Linked DNA regions of Mus musculus: region 2 is linked to region 1. Evidence: chromatin contacts called from public promoter capture Hi-C data. All regions are on one chromosome and are shown on one strand. Each heading gives the region's core, a stretch centred on a gene start, on an enhancer-like site or on the middle of the called end of the contact. The rest is flanking DNA. Distances are from core to core; before and after follow the strand shown. Region 1 holds the start of Asxl1 (additional sex combs like 1). Region 2 holds the start of Rbm39 (RNA binding motif protein 39).

The links. Promoter capture Hi-C pulls out the DNA fragments that hold promoters and counts their contacts.
Region 2: a promoter capture Hi-C map of pre-B cells shows a contact between it and region 1, with 4 times the contacts expected there. The contact joins the promoter of Rbm39 here to the promoter of Asxl1 in region 1. A contact is called at or near these places in 1 of 39 promoter capture datasets (pre-B cells), 1 of 115 datasets of contacts at active chromatin or transcription factors (thymic regulatory T cells) and 1 of 9 other capture datasets (liver).

The regions. Positions count from the first base shown.
Region 1 is chr2:153,343,152-153,348,972 of GRCm38.p6, reverse strand. It overlaps Asxl1 (additional sex combs like 1), which reads right to left and starts at 3,143. Exons shown (of 13, transcript NM_001039939.2): 1 at 2,583-3,143. The coding sequence starts at 2,639. It overlaps 2500004C02Rik (RIKEN cDNA 2500004C02 gene), which reads left to right and starts at 3,163. Exons shown (of 2, transcript NR_040318.1): 1 at 3,163-3,352.
Region 2 is chr2:156,178,254-156,184,138 of GRCm38.p6, reverse strand. Rbm39 (RNA binding motif protein 39) reads left to right here and starts at 3,901. Exons shown (of 17, transcript NM_001291114.1): 1 at 3,901-4,252; 2 at 4,899-4,962. The coding sequence starts at 4,912.

The sequences.
Region 1 (5,821 bases), core at 1,894-4,393:
GAGAAATCTATTTAAGTGTAGTACACAATTTAAAAGAAAATCTCCTTGGCTGTTTCTCCCAAATTGTTCCTAACAAGATGGCATATTTATTCCACATCTCTACTTCCGATAGCTAGAAATGCCATGCACTCTGTAAGGCATCTGAGAGAAGAATGTCCACTTCTTAAATCTAACAACTGCAAAAACCCATCTGCAGGAGTCGGCTACTCTGCTAGAATTCTCCAGAATCCTGTAAGCTTTCCTACGTCAAAATGGCATATATAAGGTTATTATCTACTCCCCAATTTGAGCAAGGCCAAGAGCGATTAGAAACCCCCACCTGACAAGCACATGAGTCGCCATAACATGTGATCTAATTTCAACTGTCCAAAAGCAGTTACCAATAGTAACCTTGTGGCAAAACTGACTGCATTGCCATTGTAGCTCACTGCTTGCCAGGTGTTCCTTTATGAAGTAAAAGCAAAAACTCCCAGCACTCAGTGTAGCGGGACTTTTTCTTTTTAATGGGAAGACGACTTTGCACTCCCCCATCCACCCCCACAAAAAGCACAGAAAATTCTAAAATACAAAGCACATAAAAGATATGCAAAATTGCATACCATGTTCCCACAAGTCCTCTTTCAAATGTACAACTACACCACAAAGAAATTCCTGTTCAGATTACTATTTTTAACTGAAGAGCCACAGTAGAAAAAGAGAAATAACTTCAGATAATTGAGCTTGAAGGTGAGCCAATGATAAAATAGAAATAGCAACCTTAACCTTGGAATTCAAACCACAGTAAATTTAAGAACTTAAAGAGGCTTAAAATAACAGTGGATTCCAAACTGCCAGAGCCTTTCAATTAATAAGAGCCCAAAGAGCTTTGAGAGGAGAAGATTTCAGAGCTGTCAGGACATAAATAACACAGGATCTGAAGGTACTTTCACCTACCTCTAACAAGTAGGGTTCTGGCAAGCAAATATTCCTTGGGTGCCCAGAGTCATAAACACCTGCACACAGAAACTTAGAACTTCAATGGTCAAGATCCAACAACTTCCATGATAAAATAAAAAAACCTACATTTTAGCTTTCTCCTAAGCTCCTTCAGACTTAAATTTATTAAGAGAAGCATGAAGAAATCATTAAGTTCCAAAAATCATAAATACTAGGCAAAGTTCTAGTTTTGATTGAATCACAGAAGGAAAAATACACCACCTCGGAGTTTCAATTTTCATATGCCAAGCAAAAAATAAACTACATCTTTCACACAAACAATCCCTGTTTCTGTTCCCAGGGTAACAGGAGAAGAGCGATGATCAGGAATACCAGTGGAAATTCTCTGGTAGCTCAAACAGCCATGGGTAAATGAATAACCGGCTTTCACAGACTCTAAAAAAAAAAAGGGTTCACTCTAGATCTTTATCAACCTCCAACACTTTTGAGGCAGACAGAACTCACTTTCCAGTAAAAGGAACGGCTAGAAGAAAGCTGAGCTTCACTCCACCATTAAAACTAAATTATAACAATTACATATAAAATACAGGGCGTCAACACAAAAGCAGGATGCACCCATAACCCTGCACTGTGGCAGTCTGAGGAAGTGACATCTCCGAGAAAAGTATAAACCATTAGAATTGTCACCAGCAACATTTCATAAGAACATGCCTCCGGTCTTTTGGCTTTGTATTTTGAGTCCAAAAGAAAGCTATCGCACAAGTCTACTGAAGCTTGGGAAACAGAAAAGCCACAAATCCTCTGGGCAGGTAGCGAGCTCAAAAACCTATTTACTTTTTTTTTTTTTTAACTAAACCCTCAGAAGGGAAGCCTCAAACAGATACACATTCTTGGCAAAGTGTATTCTGCTCCTCTGCAAACTGCCTACCCCCCATTGTAGTCACAGGGCTCAGTGTGATTTAAATATTCGAGGGTCACCGGCATAACAATCGCTTAAGCAGCTGCCTAAAGTACTGTTTCTCAGAGGAATCTCGAGTTCAGTGTGTTTAAAATGAGCCCTAGTGCCAATGTTTGAAACAAAGTCCCCAGGTATGCTCCCACCGGGCACTCTAGTAGTTTGAGAACCACTACTCAGGGTTCACATCGGTCCTTAGCGACTGCTTTCCGACACACACCTGGTTTAAATTGCCAACGCTCTAAATGCTTCTCGCGTCCTTGAAACCAGGGGCACTTTTCCCACCCCTACGGTGTCTTAGTGACCCACACACCTCTGCCCACGAAGAAGTCCGGGGAAGCACTTCCGACCTTTCCCGGAAACCTAACTCCCCGCAGAAGAATAAACGGGCGCTTTCCCCGGGACCCCCCGCTGCTGCTGCCAACGTGGGGGGAGGGGAGACTGGCGCCCGGGCGCTCGGAGGGGGGAGGAGCCGCTTGCCAGCTCGCCCCTCCGCAGGAATTCAAGGGGTGGGGGGATGCAGAGAAAAGGCGTCCCAGCCTCCTCGGGCCCGGGACCTCGGGAGCTCCACACCCGGGCGGCCCCGCCCCCTGCTGCGGTGGGCAGGGCCTCGCCCCTCCCCCGCCCGGGGAGCCGCGCGGAGCCCACCCCCTACGCCCCCCGCCGCGGCCCCCCGGGCAGCTCGGCTCACCAGGCGCGCGGCCTCGGCCCACGTGCGCTCCTTCTTCCTCTTCTGTTTGTCCTTCATCCTCCTCCTCCGCGGCGGCGGTGGCGGCTCCACGCGGGTCCTTCGGGCGGGGCGGACTGGGGCGGTGGCGGCGCGGGGCTGGGGCGGAGGCGGCGGCAGCGGCGGGGGGCGCGTGGCGGCGGCGGCGCGTGCGAGGGCTCGGGTGCGGCCGGAGAGGGCGGGCGCACCGGGACTGGCTAGAGCGAGACCCCGGCGCGAGGGTGGCGCTGGGGGGAGGGGCGGCGGCGGCTCCACGCGCCCGCGCTGCGTCAGTCGCCCACGGTGGCAGCGGCAGCGGCAGCCCCGCGATGGCTAAGGAATGCGGCGGCTCCGCATAACCACGGGGTCAGAGGTCACGGCTCCGGCCTCCGCGTTCCCGCGCTGCTGGGAAACCCAAGAGCGAACTAGTGGCGGGCGGGCCCGGATGGCGAGACGCGGCTTTCCTTTCGACGCTCGGATGCGTGCGTGTCTGCCGTGGGTATGTGTGTGTATGTGTGTGCCCGCGTGTGTGTGAGAGAGAAGAGTGAGGAGGGGGAGTGTGGGTTTTTTTTTTTTTTTTTTGAACAAAAACAAACCGAAAGGGTGGCTGGGATTTGTAGTCCTCACTGGCTTCCTGGCCTACCCCTCTCCGGAAGAAAATGGCTGCCTCAAGTGCTTGGACCACATTTCCCGGAGTGCCCCGGGCTCCTGTTTTCCGCCCACTTTCTTCCGTACCCCGCTGCGCTCCAAGCACGGTAAAGAAGGGGGCGGGAAGTCGGTCAGAAAAAGATGGGGCGGGGTCTCGCGAGGTTCGGGAACTAGCGGAGGCCTGAGGGTTTCTGGGAGGTGGTGCTGGGAAGGGGCGGTGGCTGGACTCCCCCCTGGCCGCGCGCGCGGTTAACCCGTTCAAAGCTTTTTTTTGATTCTGGTGGCGGGTCCAGTGCGGTTTCGGATCTGGAGTTGGTAGTCTGCTACCCTGCTTCCACTGCACCATCCCCCACCGCATACACAGTTCTCTTCTGGACTTCTGGTGGGTGACAAAAAGCAGGACTTTTCTTTTTGGCCCACCCTTAAATGAGTCAACTGGCGCATAGTAATAAGCAAAGAGACACTCATATCAGTAAAACGGTTATTGCACGATTGACCGACTTAGGTGATTAACCCATTTCCTCTTGTAATACCTCTGTGTGTTTGCAGAGAATGCACCTGCAGTTTCCAGCAGCGTTGCCGCCAGGTGAATTTGATGATCCGATAGTAGGTAAACACTGAAGGTCCATCCACAGAAATCTAAATGCACCTGAGTGTATATTTAGACGCAGTTGCCCGGAGAGAGGTCAAGTCCTAATGTCAGCCAACCTAGATTTAGAATCCTAGTTGTGACTCCTTGACTACTCCTAACCCCGCTGAGCCTGTTTGATCAATGTTAGCATAGTATCCCACAACCTTGATGGGGTACAAATTAGCATGAAGTATCTAGAAGATGGGAGAGAATGTGGAAGATCCTGATATTAGGCTCATGTAATTTGGCTTCTGCTGTAGAATAAATGAGAGCTGTTATTACTACACAGTGGGCAATGGAGCCTCTGTTCCTTGATTGCAGTGACAGGATGATAAGGTTTGAAGCACCCAGAACATTATTTTTCTGTGTTTGTTGGCCCAAAGTACAGAAACATCTCTACAGTCTTGAACTGGATTGATGGCCAGGTTTTACAGTTTTTGAAAGGTTTATGTGGGTAAAAAAACACCCTGTACTCTTGTGGTGTTAGTACACAGGCAGCCAGTGCTGAGACGAAGAAATCACCCAGCAGTCCAACCCTTGTACCTAAAGGACTCAGCGGTCCTTATTAGTGCTCACCCAAGACTCAAATTCAATAAACAGAAACACTCTTCTCATTTCATCCCAAAAGCGAGGGGAGAACTACATCTAAAATTATTTTATTGTTATTGTTTTTGACATTTTAGGTTTTGTTTTTGAGACAGACACCTGACTGGCCTGGAACTCACTGTGTAGACCAGGTTAGCTCTGGACTCAGATCCACCTGCCACTGCCTTCCAAGTGCTGGGATTAAATTAGGTGTATATTAGGACTCTGTTGGTGGGGAGAGAGTTGAACTGAGGACCTCCCACAATCCCTGAGCATATCCTAACACCATTTCACTATTTTTTTATTTTGAAACAAAAACTCACAATATGGACAGGCTGGCGTCAATGGGCTTCTATTGTCTTACCTCTGCCTCCCATTAATACATGTGAGATTAAAATGCATGCCCCACTAACCCTGGCCTTTGGTAGTTTTGCTTATAGTTTTTCAATCTGCAGCTGAGACAATCACCTCTGAGAGGATAGTGGTTCAGATGTTTTGAATTGATCCATAGCTCCAACAAAGCCACACACTTGGAAGGGTTGAATAGGGAAGACTGTAAAATGCAGGCTTTGTGTTTTGTTGTGTTGGGACTTGGGCTCAAGATGCATGGTAGATGCTTTACCACTGTCCTACCTTTCAAGCCCTTTATGTTTTGGGACAAGTTCTTATTAAGTATTGCAGGTTGGCTTGACCCATGGGTGGGGACCCAGAACTCCATTACACTCATTGGAAAAAGGAGCTTTGCAGATCAATTTTAGACCTTAGGAAGATCATCCTAGACTTCTGAGTGGGCCACGTGGGTCCCAGAAAGTATAGGTGTTTTGGAAATGTGAAGCAATTCAGTTTGCTGTTACTGGCTTTGAAGTAGCAGAAAGCAAAGGAATGTAAGCAGCATCAGGACTAAACCTGCCAACAGCAGTGAGGAATTAGGGACCTTAGTCATTCAACCCAGTGGAGCTGAACTCTGACAGTGCAGATGAACTCAGAAACAAGAGTTTCCAGAAAAGAAAATACATACCTTGACTTCAGCCTCAGATTAGAGCAGGGAACCACTGAAACCCACTCAGTATGTGGACTCCTGGCCCAGGAAGCAACAGGCTTTTCTCAGTGTGCTTTAAGCTCCTATTGCTTTAACTTGTTACAGCCAATAAAGCCCAATGCAAACATTGTGTCAGACCTTTTCAGTTTGTATCAGCAAGCAGTTGCCTAGTTTTCACAAGTGGTACAGGCTGTGGGAAGATCACATGAATATTTCAAGATCTCTACCCTTGGAGAATCAAATTAGTGACAATAGCCTCATTAAGCATGAAGAGAAAGTAGTACTTCCAGAGGTCTGTATAAGGTACGTGTTGGAAATGGG
Region 2 (5,885 bases), core at 2,652-5,151, 2.8 Mb before region 1:
TTGGTGGGATTTGAACTCAGGACCTTCAGAAGAGCAGTCAGTGTTCTTACCCGCTGAGCCATCTTGCCAGCCCTCTTCCAATTTCTTTAACATCAATTGGTATTTAAGTTGAGATACTAAAAGAACATTCTCACCAGGCAGTGGTGTCACAGGCCTTTAATCCCAGCACTCGGTAGGTAGAGGCAGGCCGATTTCTGAGTTCAAGGCCAGCCTGGTCTACAAAGTGAGTTCCAGGACAGCCAGGGCTACACAGAGAAACCCTGTCTCAAAAAACCCAAAAACAGAGAAAACAAAACAAAACAAAACAAAAAAACCCTTCAGATCGTGGGCTGGAGAGTTGGCTCAGTGGTTAATCACATGGTAGCTCACAACCATCTGTAACAAGATCTGAAGCCCTCTTCTGGAGTATCTGAAGATAGCTACAGTGTACTTACATATAATAAATAAATCTTTAAAAAAAAAAAAAACAAAACCCTAAACTTCAGATTGTTGCTTTTCCAAGTGCTAGTCCAGCAGGCTTCTCTACCCCTCAGAATGATGCTTACTATGGTGACCAACGAGTTTTAGAGGAAGTGATTTTAGAAGATGACACCAGGTGGCTTGTGTTTATACTCCCAGCATTAGACGGGTAAAGAAGGAAGACTGCCCAGTATTTTAAGGCATGTCTGGCATGCACACTAAGACCTTGACAAAACAAAACAAGACAAAATAAAATAAAAAAAAACCCCAAAATCACCAAATACATAACAACAAATTTAAAAACACACCAAAGTTAAAGCAAAATAAAGTGATGTTTTGGGTTTTTTTTTTTAACGAATTATTTATTTATGTATGTGAGAACACTGTAGCTGTCTTCAGACACACCAGAAGAGGGTGTCAGATCCCATTACAGATGGTTGTAAGCTACCATGAGGTTGCTGGGATTTGAACTCAGTGCTCTTAACCCCTGAACCATGTCCCCAAAGTGATATTTTTTTGATATTTTCTATATGCCAGTTGTTCAGAGATTTTGTATTTCCTCTACTTCTTCTCTCCTAAAAAGTGAATGAATGTTTTATTTATTTATTTATTTATTTATTTATTTATTTATTTATTTATTTATTTATTTTCGAGACAGGGTTTCTCTGTATAGCCCTGGCTGTCCTGGAACTCACTCTGTAGACCAGGCTGGCCTGGAACTCAGAAATCTGCCTGTCCCTGCCTCCAGAGTGCTGGGACTAAAGGTGTGCGCCCGGCTTTTTGTTTTTTGTTTTTGTTTGTTTTTGAGTCAGGATTTCACTAAGTAGCTCATCTTGTAACGGGAACATGAAGTTTAGACCAGGCTGCCTCTGCCTCCCAAGCACTGAGACTAAAGGTATCCACCATCATCTTTGAACTTCGTACAACAATTTAAGGGACTTTCAGTCATCATGTGCCTTGGCCCTTGATTTCTCTTCTACTACCACCCTCATTTTTGTCCTTTGTTTGAGACAGGGTCTTACCCAGCTCAATAGCCCAGGCTAGTATCAAAGTATGTCAGTCAGGTGACCTTGAACTCCTGATCCTCCTATTTCTAGAACATTTGGATCCAGGCTTGCACCTTGGAGTCTGGCTTTAGTAGGTGCTAATATTAAACCTAGAGCTTTGTATCAACTCTATAGACCAGCTATCCTTGAACTCAGAGATCTGCCACCACCCAGCCATAACTTTTCCATCTTTTGAGTAAGACCTGGCTGTCTTGGAACTCCCTCTGTAGATCAGACTGGTCTCAACCCAGAGCTCTGCCTGCCTCTGTCCCCAAGTGCTGGGATTAAAGCATATGTCACCATGCCTGGCCTAAGTCTCAACTTTATTATTACTAACATTTTAATGATTTACTTTTATTTCATATGCATTGACGTTTTGCTTGCATGTATGTCTGTGTCTTGAAGGTGTAGGATCCTTTGGAATTAGAGTTACAATTGTGGACCATCACTGGGTGATGAGAATTGAACCCTGGCTCTCTAAAAGAGCAGCCAGTGCCTCTCACTGCTGAGTTCTCTCTTCAGTCCCCAGTCTAGCTTTTCAAGAACAAATTGTTTAACATACACATACACATTTAACATGCATGTGTTTGGCTTGCATGTAGTCTGTGCACCACCTGCATACCTGATGCCTGTGGAGACCAGAAGGCATCACCAGATCTGCTTAATGTAGTTGTGTGCAGCCAGTGAGTATTGGGAATCAAATCAGTGCTCTTACTCCTTTCTCTCCAGTCCCCCTTCTACCTTTTTCATAGCCTTTTACTGTGTGGCACGCGTTGTCCTTGACTTGGCAGCCCAGGACAGGACTATTAATTAAGGGCTCCTGTAGAGAGATAGAAGACAGAGAGGGGCTTGGTCTGACCTTAGTTAGGCAAGACCACTGCTTATTCAGGGTGAAGGGGCATCCCTGTCACCACTCACCCTATGGTTAACATTCCTATAGAGGAAGACAGGTTGTAGCCCCTTATAGGAGCAGAGAAGTTTCAGTAGTCCACAAGGGAAGTTGGAAAGCCTAATCTTTCAGCAGGAAACTATCAGTGATTTCATGCAGTGTGCCACATCTGAGAGAGAAAGCCAGATCAGCTAAATTTTTTGGAACTCATAAGGCTGACCTCAAATTCACAGAAATCCCCCTGCTTCTGTTTTCTGAGTGCATAACTATAGACAAGCTCTACCAGGCATGCTAGAAAAGTCACCTGCCAACTGTATTACATTGCCAGCCCCAAGAAGTTTCCTGTCATCATTCCACATGCTCTTCCTACTCCTCACGAGCTTTCAGGGAGAGTCCACCTGGACATACATCCCCTGCTAAACTTGGGAATTAGTGAATATTTGCAGTCTTGGCTAGTGTCAAGCTTATCCTTGCTACTAATTATAATATTCCCCCCTTGAGGAGGAATCGGAATATATGGAGAGCTTAATTTACTTGCTCAAGGTCACATTGTTGGAGTGGCTACACCAAGCAAGGTGTGACATTTTGGACCTTTTATACCCTCAATTATTAAGCTGCTGATAGGTTTCCAGACTGGTTTGATATTTTATTTCAAAACGTTTTCTATTATGTAAAAGTGGGAGAAAAAAAAAACCTTCCAATGATCACTCAGCTTCTCTACCACAGAATTAACCACTCCCAAATACACAAAAAGCAAACCAAATAAAATCCAACAAAAATTAAACAAAAGCGGTAAATTCACACAGTCAAAATCCTAGGGAAAAGTGAGGGGACCTTTTAAAGTCACAAACCACCCCGATTCAGAGCCCGACTAAATTCAGGGGTTAGAAAGCTACACACTGCGGTTTCTTCCCAGCCCGGCCACCGCCTCCGGTTTCCAAGGGTGTTGCGAAGCTTCACTATCGAGCCCACATCTAACTGGTGACACCAAACGACAAGAAAATCGTACTTTTTATTCCCATTCCCCTGTGTACAGCTCGTTCTTGTCTGCATGCGTTTTCACCACTGGTGGGTCTGGACACGACTGTCTTAGCCCACAGCCATATGTATTATAATAGGTTGCCTTATGGCGACCTTGACAGCCATCTGTGTGGGAGGGCGGGTGTCCGGGGTGGGGGTCGGCTCTGAGAGGGGAAACCTTCACACCCAGCGAGGAGATGACACCAGCCAGGATGACAGCAACGATGCACCACTCAGCAAGGAATCCTCCCAAAGATTGACAGTCAGGGCACCAACTGTCTTTGCCCGATAGAGGACGCACCCTCGCGAGACTTGGGTGCAGCTCTGGCGGGGGAGTCCGAGAAGCCTTTCGGAATTGGGGGAAGGGAAACTGTGATCATCTGTGGCGCAATCATTGCGCGAGATTGGGCCACGGTCGCCGGGAGCCGCGGTGAGAGATCTCGCGATAGTTCGTGCTTTCCAGTCTGGAACCCGGGGCAGTTTCTCGCGAGAGCCCGTGCTTGCGGCTCCGGGAGACCCCGGGTGTTTGTGTGTGTGTATGTGTTGGTGACTGTGAGTACGGAGGAGCAGCGGCCGCCATTTCAGGGAGCTAGCCGACGCTGTCGCAGGGGTGGATCCTGAGCTGCCGAAGCCGCTGCCCTGCTCTCCGTCGCGGGCTCCTTTAATCCCATTGTTTCTTTTAGATTCGCTTGGGCCTAGACGCCCTCGGGGCCCGATATTCGGGTTGGGCGGTACCGCGGCCTGGGCCTAGTGGCTTAACAGTAGCGACAGCAGCAGCGGCGGCGGCGGCGGCAGCCGACTTCCCGTGGCGAGCACAGGCGCGCGGAAGCCCGCACAGGTACGGGGCGTCGCGGCCGGCGGGGAGTGGGTCGCCTGCCCGAGCTGGGTGCTCCGCGATGCCGAGGCTTTTCGCCGCTTTGCTCGGCGCGCAGAGGGGGAGGGGGCCTTCCCGGTACGGTGGGGTCACCTCTCCTCGGCCGTGCCCTTCATCTCGGGCAAGGACGTCGTGGGCGTTTTTTGGTAGCGGCCGGGACCTCCGTGGGGACCTCGGTCAGATAAAGATCTGTCCTTCCGAGGGCCGGGGCTGGTCGCGACCTCCCAACATGGCGCCCGTGGAACGCCGCCGTGGTACACAACCCCTCCCAGCGGAGGGAGTCTCCCTCCGCCGCTAAAATGGCAGCGCGGGTTTTGTGCGGTGAGGAAGCGCTCCGCTGCATCCTTCCTGGGGGCGCTTTTAGCCGCTCGCGGGCGGGCTTTTGAAATTCGACCTGGAGTCCTGCTCCTGTCTTAGGTACAAGGAACGTGACACTTGGCGTACCCAAGGCAGCCTTGTCTGATGGGCGTCGCACAATTTTAGCCATCGTAGCGCTTTCAAAGGAGTTTTCTCAGGCTTTGAGGATGGGAGATCAAGGGGACATTTTATCTTATTTTATTATTTAGCAGAATTGCAGGTGTACTTACAGGACTGTCTTGTTCTTCCCCAGGCGAGTAGAGAAAATGGCAGACGATATTGATATTGAAGCCATGCTTGAGGCCCCTTACAAGAAGGTGAGAAAACACGCTAGTGAGCTTTAATATATTTCTTAATTTAGCATTATTCACGAAACTACTGCTGAAATGTAAACTAACCTTCCCGGAGCCCTCTTGATTACCTTATCAGAGATGCAATACGTGTAACTTACAAAAGTAAATATATGCTATTGATGTAATAATATTGTGCAGTAGTTTCACTTCAGCGTGATGAATAAATGCCCATCTATCTCTCTTTGTAGACTTGCCTAACGATATCTCACCTCTACTCCCATGAATTCACCTTTGATTCCAGTGTGAACTGTCAATCATAAGGTAGTAATTGAGTGACTTATCGCTGTACCGTGGTCCCCTAGGTAAAATGACTCAACTAAGAATTACCAGCTCCAGTTTGGTATAGCAAAAAGGTGAATGTAGTGGTTTGGGAAAACTGCAGGGGTCCAAGAATAATAAATTACAACCAGTCTCTGGCAAGTAAATCTTAGAAGTCTTGAAAGAAGAAATGGGTGAGATTTAAATTTTATTTTATATAAATAGATATAAGACTGGTGATAGTAAACCTGAATACAGGCAGGTATTGATCTGCTTTTCAGTTAATAATTATTAAGATTCTTGGATCCCTGAATAGAAATTGGCAAAAAAGAGGAAAAAAAACCAAGAAAAAGAACAGAAGAGAGAAAAGAAAAAAAGCAAGAGACAGTATCACAGCTTAGAGTCACTTGATGACTGTTTTACTGCTCTCCATAGTGTTTATTTTTAATTAGGCCCTGCCATAGCTTTTCACACTCAAAACTAGAAAGGAAGTATTTTGGCCAGTAATACAATATGACCCATTTCGGTATCACAGTAAAAGTCAGCACTCTTCATTCTTTGACCAGTTGGTGGTGAAAATAGCAGTGTGCATGCATGCATTGTCACTGGTGTCTCAGACCTTAAGCCTG